Regions from separate parts of the Macaca fascicularis genome. Here region 2 is linked to region 1. A link is a contact called in public Hi-C data. All regions are on one chromosome and are shown on one strand. Each heading gives the region's core, a stretch centred on a gene start, on an enhancer-like site or on the middle of the called end of the contact. The rest is flanking DNA. Distances are from core to core; before and after follow the strand shown.

Evidence for each region. Hi-C and Micro-C count contacts between places; a contact is called where the count stands out from the background.
Region 2: a Hi-C map of skeletal muscle shows a contact between it and region 1, with 7 times the contacts expected there. The contact joins the promoter of ZEB1 here to the enhancer-like site in region 1. A contact is called at or near these places in 2 of 2 Hi-C or Micro-C datasets (liver and skeletal muscle).

What each region holds. Positions count from the first base shown.
Region 1 is chr9:31,556,230-31,561,216 of T2T-MFA8v1.1, forward strand. No RefSeq gene overlaps it. Among named protein-coding and RNA genes, the nearest start is that of ZNF438, 240 kb to the right of the region's middle. Within about 2 kb of position 3,227, at least 2 of the 6 cell types and tissues checked have an H3K27ac peak or open chromatin away from gene starts, as enhancers often do.
Region 2 is chr9:32,073,534-32,078,991 of T2T-MFA8v1.1, forward strand. ZEB1 (zinc finger E-box binding homeobox 1) reads left to right here and starts at 2,783. Exons shown (of 9, transcript XM_065520501.2): 1 at 2,783-3,394. It overlaps LOC135965046 (a long non-coding RNA gene), which reads right to left and starts at 4,690. Exons shown (of 2, transcript XR_010577890.2): 1 at 3,776-4,690; 2 at 832-2,801.

The sequences.
Region 1 (4,987 bases), core at 1,977-4,476:
TTTTTATTTTTTATTTATTTATTGTTTGTATATACAACAAGAATAAATACGTATTGAAATGTCGATCTATTTAAAATGGAGTCCGGGATGGTAAAGTCATCTGTACCGAAGGCCCTGGTTGCTCACCCTTCCAGGGAAGGCTTTTGCTAGGAGAGGCACCACAGCAGCTATCTGGGTGGGGGCCCAGGCCTGCAGCCCGCCCAGGTCCCTCTAGACAGTTCCATGTTTGGCCAGGAACATGGGGTTTCTCAGAAGTTTGTCGGGTTAGGAAAGAGAGGGAGAGAGAGAGAGAAAGAGAGAGAGAGAGGCTCCCAGGCGCCTGTTTTCTTCCCCAAACGTCCTCCTCCCTTAAAAAATCCTCCCATTTTCCAGATGGCCAAGCCTCGGGGACCCAGAGGAGCTGGGCAGAGAGAGGGTGTGCCCTAGTGACTCACTGGGAACCAGCCTGAAACCCAAACAGCTGGCCAGGGGTTGCAGCTTATGATAATTACGTTTTTGATCATTTTCCCCCCTCAGAGACCAATATAACTCCACATTTCCAGAGAAAGAGAGAGGAGAAAAAATAAGGGCTGCTGAGCGGGAGGGAGAGAGCCTGACAAGGAGAAGATCCTTCTGGAAATGTACTGAATCATTGTGCAGGGCGTGAAGGTACTGCTCTCCACAACTTCCTTAATGCTCAGCTAGTGGCCAAGCTAAGGAAGCTCAAAGTAGCACCATGCAGACTCAAATAGTTCATCAATTAGGTAATAAGCAACAGAAGGTAAGTGCAGTTTCCTGGGAGGAAACCAGGGCCTCAGACAGAGACCAGAGTGCCTGCAGAAGGGAACAGACTTTCATTCTGCTCACAGGCCCGACTGAGATCTCATCTGCACACCCCAACTGGGGGGACACAGGAGAGGCTGGTGTGGGCTTCCCTGCATGGTGGAGGGGAAATTTGCCTGAAGACCCCTCGGAAGCTGAGAAAAATCCCTAGGCGGCGTTTTCACAGCACAAATGACCTGCCTGGTCAAAAGATGTGGTAGCCAGGTGGCTGCTGGCTGTCCCTGCAAATATTTGGTTTCAGAGAATGAGTCGCATTACACAGTTTCATCTTTGGAGGCTGAGACAGCAGCGACCGTAAGCCTCCATCCTGGCTTGTGTGCAGCCACCAGTAGACAGCCCATAAAAACATGGGGCTCATGTTCACACAGATGGCTGTTGGTTTTACAGGCTGGGGGAGAGGAGCAGAACATGGTCATGGTGCAGCTGCCTGGGACTCTCAAATGGGTCTCAGCTGCTGGGGACACAGTGACCATCGAGGGCCACCTGGGTCCTAGAGGCCCCACGAGGTCTGGACATTCTCAGAAGGCTCCCCCACACCCCCTGAAATGTGTTCAGGACTCTGTCACTACCCACCTCCCAGAGCCACCACCCGACCACCTCGCAGTCCCACCGAATGAATCACCAGGGCCCTGGCTTGAAGGATGGCCACAGTGCTGGCTCCTGTCCCTCTGGGTCTCAGGCTGGGCCTCTTCCTTTCTCTAGGAGCCCACTCAATCCTTGGGAAACAGTAATACACTGTTTCACCCTAAATTCGGTGCCTAAATTGTATCTCTGCAAGGGCATCTTCCGTTTCATTGGGAGCTAAGCCTTGAATCAAAGAAACGGATCTGTCATTGCAGAATGTCTTAGTAGATGGCTTGAAGTGAGAGCGTCTGGTGCCCTGTGTGTTCAGCGCATTGCAGGGAAGAGAAGAAAACGGGCAGGGACCATCCCAGCCCCGCTAAATCCACACTACGGCCCAGGAGGATCCCAGAAAAGGGATGGGAAGAAGCTTGGAGAGGGAGGCAGGCCACACGGTGGTGCTATTGCCCACGGCGGTCTAGTTGCCCTCCGAACCAGGGGTGGAGGGTGGGAAGTGGCTAGAACCATCCCCAGCAGAGAGAAGAGAGTGCTGACTTCAACTCAGTGGCACCCCGGGGGCATAGATGAAAAAAACAAATAGCAAATTCTTCCACCTCGGCCTCAATCGCTGTGATAAAACCCTGCGGGTCTCTGATGATTTCTGGGGTGATGGGGTGGGGCTGGGTTAAGAAGAGACTTACACTGTGACTCCGGGGTGGGGGCGCGACGCTGCGACTCTAAGGTTGTAAGCAGTGGTCCCAGCAGGTTAACTGGGGCAGTAAGTGCTGTCTTTCTCGGGGAGGGAGTGAGTTCAACTCCAAAGGCGGCCTGGTTCGCAGGCTCCTTTCCCGAAGATCCTTTAGAAATCGTTCCCATCCCAGAAAGGAAGCTGCCGGCGCAGCTGTGGGCGCCCCCTGGCCGCCCCCACCCCCTCTGAGCTCCCCGCTTTGCTCTGAAAAAAAACCAAAGCATCTCTCGATGCTGGGGTTTCTTCACATAAAGTGATTACCACGTGTCAGAAATAAACTGCAGTCCCCTTTGGAGAACAGTGAGGTTGGATCAAAAAGGAGAACTATTTCAAAACATGCTGCCAGCTCGTCTTTTTAAAATTTCTTTCTTTCTTTCTTTTTTTTTTTTTTTTTGGATGTGGGAGGAGGATTTCAAAAACAAACAAGAAAAGTAAGTCAGTATCTTCTCACAACTGCAGCTGATTTCCTGTGTAAACGAAAACCATGTGATATTCCATAAATGCTTCCAGCTCTAAATTACAGGAAATGAAAACCATCATGGAAAAGGAAAGCTTTCAGAATAAATCCCCAGTTCGGATCCCGCCGCGGCGACGCTGCGCTGGGCCGCCAGCACACACCTGCGGATCCCCGAGCGCGCCCGGGCGCCCCCGCCACCGTCCCCGGAGAGCGCAGGGAGCGGGGCGCGCGATCACACCCTCCGCGCAGCGCCAGACAACTCGGGCTTTCAATTAGGAGCCGAGCTGAGAAAAGTAGGCTTTTCTTTATACACGCCTCGCCGAGGTCAGGTTACGACCTCTCAACCATCTTCAATCGGCGGTGGCATCCATATTCATGAAGGCTAATTAACTCTGAAAGGCCCTGCGGGGCTGGCCCTACCGGGGCCGCCCAGCGCCGCCCCCCGCGGTGCAGGGGTGGGTGAGTGGGGGCACCGAGCCCAGTACCCTCTCCTCCCTCCCCCCACAACCCGCCAGGCATCTTCCCAGGGCCGCCCGGCCTCCGCAGCTGCTCCCGGGCCGGGCTCCTGAGCGCGCACTTGTGCGCGGGGACACGGGGTCCCAGGGCGCAGAGACCAGCCAGGCGAGGAGAATTAGCCGCGTCATTTGTCGCCAGCCTAGCAACTCGAGCTTACTTCTCCCAATAGCTCCCGCCTGGCCGCTGCTCCCTGGGGCCAAATGTGGGAAAGGGATGCTAATTCCAAGTGAGAGTTCAGGCTTGGGGTTTTAGGCAGCCTTGCAGCTGGGAGGCCCCGGGACCTGGGTTCTAGCCCTAAGCCAATGGACTGTGGGGACGCAGGGAAGTCACTCCACCTCTCTTGGCTCTTTGCGTTTGCTCTGAGATGACAAGAGTCTGTTAGGCTGGAGAAACTCCTTTCCACTTAGGGACGCGTACCAGGAGGTCTCTCCTGCAGCCTGATTTCCCCAGCTCTGCATGAGAATTTTTAAGTTTCCCAGTTCTGCCGGAGCCAACAGGTTCTGGGGTTCCCAGGAGGTGCCAACGTGTAGGGCAACCTTTTCTACTTCTTCCTGTATCCATCAAGGTCCTTACATTTTAGATATTACGAATGGACTTGAACTAGTTTAAGCAAACTAGAAAACTCTGTTTTGTGGATAGACTTTGCTCATGGACCCATGGGCCTGAGATACCTCCAGGCTCAGAAAGTTCTTCCACCTTTCGCCTTTTCTTCTGTGTACCTGCTGCTTTGTTTCTATTGGCCAACTGACTGCCTTGAGGCCTGTTTCTCAGTCCACATGGGACAGAAGATGGTCCTGCCGCTGTTTATCAGTTTGCATCTGCTCTATTCAACAGGGGAGCCCAGCCTGCAACTGCATCTCCAGAATTCAGGCACAAAATATGCAGCTGGCCCAGCTTAGATCACATGCCCAGCTCTGGTCCGGCCACTTGAGAGCAGAGGGCCAGCCACAGGATACTCACTGCCACCATAGGACTGCCCTGTGGGTAGGGGTGAATCAGGGGTGAGCTGGCCAGAAATGGCTAAGAGCATCTTCTGCACGAACTCAAGCCTGATTTCAAGCAGGTACAAGGTAATTTCTTTCAGAGATAGATAGCTCTCTGGGCTCCTGACCCAGAGTTGACTTCACCTTTTTTGATTTCTTTTGTTTCTTTTCAGAGATAGGCTCTCACTCCGCCACCCAGGCTGGAGTGCAGTAGCGCAGGCCACAGCCTCGAACTCCTGGGCTCAAGGGATCCTGCAGCCTCAGCCTGCTGAGTAGCTGGGACTACAGATGAGTGCCACCACACTCGGCTTTTTTATTTTTATTTTTTGTGGAGATGAGGTCTTATTTTGTTGCCAGGCTGGAGTGCAGTCATGTGATCATAGCTCACGGCAGCCTTAAACTTCTGAGTTCGAGTGATTCCCCAGCCTCAGCCTCCTGAGTAGCTGGGGCTACAGTTGGGCACCAACCACGCATGCTAATTTAAAACAATTCTTTTAGCAGTGGGGTCTCACTGTGTTGTCCGGGCTGGTCTTGAATGCCTGTCCTCAACTGATCCTCCCACCTTGGCCTCTCAAAATGCTGGGATTACGAGTATAAGCCACCACACCTGACCATGGCTTCACCTTATAAGAAAAAGGAGGGGGCTGGGAGCTGTTGCTTACGCCTGTAATCCCAGCACTTTGGGAGGCTGAGGTGTGTGGATCACGAGGTCAGGAGATCGAGACCATCCTGGCTAACACGGTGAAACCCCGTCTGTACTGAAAATATAAAAAATTAGCCGGGCGTGGTGGTGGGCACCTGTAGTCCCAGCTACTCAGGAGGCTGAGGCAGGAGAATGGTGCGAACCCAGGAGGCAGAGCTTGCAGTGAGCCGAGATCGTGCCACTGCATTCCAGCCTGG
Region 2 (5,458 bases), core at 1,533-4,032, 520 kb after region 1:
GACTGCAACAGTGAAATGACCATTGCCCTTCTTTGTTCCACGGTGAACCACAAATCCAGAATTACCGTAGGTCAGGAGCCATGGTCAGAGCCAAGAATTGAGTAGCGGCTTTATGGGACCTCTAAATTCTGTACTTTGAGGGATAACATGTATCACATTCTTTTCCTTCAAAATCTCTAAGATTAAAATTAGGTATTGAATTCAAGAGTTGCATTTACATGCTATCCTTCCATGAAATTAACCAACTTTAAATTTCGATGAAGACTAGAGAATTATACATTGCACTTCTCAATGTGTTTTGGAAGAGGTATGTGGGAATGATATGCTTCATGTGGATCACCATGAAATCTCTACATTTTAAATTTAAGATAATTTTATGTCAAATTTTATCCTAATTTATACATGATTCATATATGAAAAGCAAATAGCAGGTGCAAAGGGTTTATGAAAAATTTATAGAAAAAACTCAGTATTGGAACTATTTTATCCATTTACATTTTACCCGTAAATTTGGAAGTTAGTATAGCAATTCATTTTTAGAATATCTTCCCTTCAGCATACATAATCCCAGTGCTCAGTAGCAGCAGAGTGTTAACATTTCATTGACATATTAAAAATAAGCATATATATTGCATGTATGCTATATGACAGCACTACAATTACTAAAATCAAGAATGCAGGATACATGTTAAACTCATATATTAGTATCCCCTACCATTGGATTTGAATAAGCCTAAATTTTAATAATCTTCTTTTATAAATAGATTCTAAAGACTTTTCCCCTATTCTTTAGTTATATTTAAGAGATAAGAAGCAACCATCACACATGCATCATGTTTAAAGCAGTAATTTATTCTGAGATTTACTTTCATCTGTTTTCTTTCCAGTCCAGATATCAATATTTTCAAGAACATTACAGTATAATAATCAAACATTAAATTCATAATCTACATACTTATCAGAAGCTTTTACAAAATGGAAATTTTATGTTAGAAGATTTGGGCTACCAGTAATATTCACTGTGCATATTTTAAAAATAAGGTGAAAAGAGTTCATTGTTTAGGGAAAATGATTGTGGAGAAACTAAAATCACGAGCAATTTTAGTCTGGATATTAATGACAGTAATCACTTTCACATCCATGACTCTAGCTGTTCCTAAGGACTAAGGGGATGAAGGCAGATTATGTATCTTACTGTCAAGAACAGGGTCAGAAAAGGTCAACAATATTAATTTAAGAAATGTTTATTAAGCACCTACTATTGGCTACATACTCCACTAGGTGTTGAGGACATAGAAATAAGAAGAAAAAAAAGTTGCCTGAAAAGGTACTTGTCCACAGAGTCTGGCCTAAACTAACTAAACCAGAAGCCACTAAAGGAAGAAAATGACTTCTGTTTGTCTCTTCACTTCATCTCTTTACGAGGTGAGAATGAACACTGAAGGAAGCTGAGAGGGGAGGTATAGGCCAGAGAACATGAGAAAATGCTATTTGTAATACTTCCTAAGTTTAAGAGTAGATAAAATGTGTGCTAGAGTTGGAAAGTTTTTTTTTTTTTTTTCCTTACTGTGGGGGCAATTCCATAGTCTATGACCTGATTCAGTAGGCGACTGAAAAACATTGTACAACTCTTAAAAAGGGAGGAAGAGCTCACACTTAACCAAGCAAAGGACACCGTGTTGACATGCACAAGTTTCGGTTAACATGGTATCGAGGACAGCGAGGACTGCCTGTACTTAAAATGATCATTAAGACTAATGATTCTAGTTTTGGCATTGAGGATGAATGCAGATATATAGTCATCGTGTATAGCAAAGAATATTTACAGTCACATTTCATGGACCAATAAATAATGCATTTACTTCTCAAAATGCCCAAGAAAATGCGGGAGAGAAAATGTTCATCTACATTCAAGATTAAACTTTCTAACTTTAAATCACCAGACTTCAGTTGTAAATTTATTTCAGTTGAAAGGTTTGAAGACATTATTAACGAATATTCTAAAATTCCAGAAAGTGTTCAAAAGATAATTTTAACCTAATAAAAAAATCCTGCCATGATGTGGCAAAAATTGTAAGCATAAATTTATTGAGCACCTATTATGTGTCACTGTACTAGGTGATGTACTACGTTATTTCCAATACTCTGGTCATGTTTCAGTTTTCTCCGTTTCTCTATCAATAACCCCTACATTGTTAATTTATAACTATAGTATTTGGCATACAGCTCATTTATTCCATAAAGTTGGTCCCAAAGACGTTTCCTTATTCGAAGGAGGTGGGAAGCAGGAAGGAAACCTAAATCTAAATTCTACTGAACACTGAAGACAACTTTCTTGATATTTGTGGTTATCTGCGTGGTCTTTTCAGAAATCCCCAAACTTGTACCAAGTCAAGGATAAAATAAGATAAAATCAGCAATCTGTCAGGTTCAGAGATCACATCTGTCAGCCGATGCTTCTTGCCTTAAGGTCCTGCACAGCGATGACCGCTAATTTAGGAAGGAATTCATGGCCTGTGGATACAGGCTTAGCTCTGAGTCCTGCCGCCTAGGATCCCAGGGATCTATGCGAGGAGGAGGGCGGGGAGGGCGGACCGGGTGGGGGAGGCCGAGGTGACAGCAGGTGAGGGCCGGGTGCCGATGGGGAAGTGAGACAAGCACCGTGTGGGTATTACTCATTCCGCTCTACTAACGAGGCTGCTGGCAAGCGGAACTTCTAGCCTCTCTTTCAGTCCAGCTGAAGTTCAATCTCATTGAAGTCACTTCCCATCCTGGTTCGCTTGGGGGGAAACCGGGCGTCCCTGGAAGGGAAGGGAAGGGAGTCCGGGCTGCGCGGGTCAGGTAGCCTCTCTCCGGGCGCCGCATGTCCTCGCCGTCCCCGAAACTGCCCTTCCCCTCTTCAAGGGAACTCCCCGGGGAGTCCAGACCGCGATCCCTTTCCTTGGCCCCGGGGTGCGCGGGGCTGACACGCGAGGCGTGGGACTGATGGTAGCCCTGCCTCCAGGAAGCAGGCAGGCGGGGACCTCTGGGCGCTCGGAGGGGCAGCTCCGAGGGCACAGGGTCCAGAGAGAATCAGCCAGATCTCTCCCTGCCCAGGGCAGCCGCGGCGGGTGTGGCCAGCGCGGAGGCAGGACGCCGCCGAGCCTCCAACTTTACCTTTCCAACTCCGACAGCCCGTCGCCTTTCTGACCACGTCCCCACGGTTTCCCAACACCCGCCTCCCTCACCCCACCACACCTGAGGAAAACTTTTCCCTCGCCCCTCAATTCAAATTCACCAGTGCCCACGGTTGCCGCAAACCGCCCAGTCCCTAGCAACAAGGTTCCGGCCGTAGAGCGAGCGCCTCTAGGTGTAAGGAAGGTGATGTCGTAAAGCCGGGAGTGTCGTAAACCAGGTGCGGTGGGGAGGGGGGAGGGGTGGAGGCGGAGGGGTGGGGGGGAAGGGGGAGGGAGGGGGAGGAGGTGACTCGAGCATTTAGACACAAGCGAGAGGATCATGGCGGATGGCCCCAGGTGTAAGCGCAGAAAGCAGGCGAACCCGCGGCGCAATAACGGTGAGTGGCGGAGGGGACCGGGGAGCAGCGGAGTCAGGGGGAGCCGGGCAGCCGGGGCGCCCCCGGGGGTGAGAGGGGCGAGCCGGGCTGGGGGCGGCCGGGGCAGGGACGGCAAAGTGGAGTGGGAAAGTAGAAAGTAGTGCTCTCTGCCCCCCTCCGCTGCCGTCGCTGCCGGAGCCGCGCCGCGGCCGCTCGCTCTCCCTGAACCGTTATGTCTCTTACCTGGTCTCTCTCCGCCTAGCGGCTCCAGCCGCCCCTGCCGCCTCCCTGGACCGTTAGCCGCCGCCGGCGCCGCCGCATCCCCGGCGCAGGGCGGGCGGCCGGGACGCGCTGGCCACTTTTCTGGTCCCGGGTGGAGCGGCTGTTGCTTCTTTCGGCACTTTTCCCCACTCTTGTACCCTTCGGCGCCTCCCTCTGCACTTCCTCCCGGCCCCCTCGGCGGGATTCTCCCTCAGCGCCCAAGCACCCGGGAGCCGCAGAACAAACTTGTGCCCGGCGCTGACCGTGCAAAGTGGCTTCCGCGCGCCGCGGCCCCGGCTGGCGCCGTCGTTCGGGCCCCGCGACTCGGGCCGGGCTGTGGGCGCGCGGCGGGCGGGCGGCGGCGGGACGGGACGACCGCGGGTTGCGTGGGGTCCGTGCGCGCGTGTGCGCGGGCGCCGGCGGTGCGCGCCGCGGGCGGACAGGGCTTGGCCGGCGGCGGTAAAGTTGGGACCCGCGGGCCGGGCGCGCTCGCGGAACGGGGATTAGAGGCGGGGGCGCGGGTTCCTAAGCGCCCCTCCTTTCCGGCGCCTCCCGCCGCCGGGCCCAGAGCCCCGGCCTGGGGACTCCGCTACGAGCCCCGCGATTGGGGTCCACGTTTGGCGGGGCGCGGCGGGGAGGCGCGGGGACAGGGCAGGAAAGGCACCTACTTAACGCCACCGGGAGCCGCGCGGATGGAGGCGAGCTGGGCGGCGGGTGTGTTTGCGGAGTTGTTACCTGGGCTTAGAGACCGGGAAGCACCACAGACAGATCCCCCTCCCGGGGCAGACGCGGTCTCTGCGCCGGGATGGGCCGGTGTGCGTGCGCCTCTCGCTTTTCTCTTTCGCTTTTTGGGGAAGTTGTTACCTGGGCCGGACGCACGGAGCGCTGAAGCCGGATAATGGGGCTTGGATGGCGCTCTGGGTCTCGGGTGGAAGGAGGGTGGGGGGAGGGGGCGGACGGACCGACGGACGCGCGGGGCTGCTACTCGCGCCGCAGCTGCAGTGTTTATTGATTTGTGCTGCTGTGCCAGGGGAAACACACACCCCTCTGCCTGGCGTGAGAGTTAAAAAAAAGAGAGAGAGAGACACACAGCCCGAGGGATCGAGACCTGAACATGTGGTGGTGGTTGCACAGTCGCCTTTTCCAGTTTGGAGAGACGTTGTAAGTTGATTGTATTTCTGGTTATCTCGGGGCGATGCTGTGCTTTCTCTCCCTCTCGTGCAGCAGGGAAATGTCTGCTGATTGTTATTGTCTGGACAGTTCCTGTGGCGAGAGGGGCGAGACTTGTCCGCCCGGGGGCGGCGGGAGCGCGGGGAGAGCAGCCCCCGCCAGCGCCGCCCGGGTACCTGTTTGTATAATAATGGGCGGCAACGGCCCTGCCGCCGGCCGCAGCCCAGGCTATATAAGGAATTACACGTACATTTCGGACCGAGGGGCTCGCTTTGGTTCCTGCGTTATTTTTAAAACGACTTTTAAGAGAGGGGCAATAAATGCGTCTATAATGGGACCGCTGCAGCGTCGAGAAAACGAGGAAATACGTATTTAGGAGAAAACTCTCTCTTGCTCCCCCGCCCCACCCCCCGCGCCTGGGCTCCCTTTCTCCCTCCCCTCTGGGATGCGAAACGCGAGGTTTTGTAACCTTTCCTGGCAATTTTAGATTTTGTG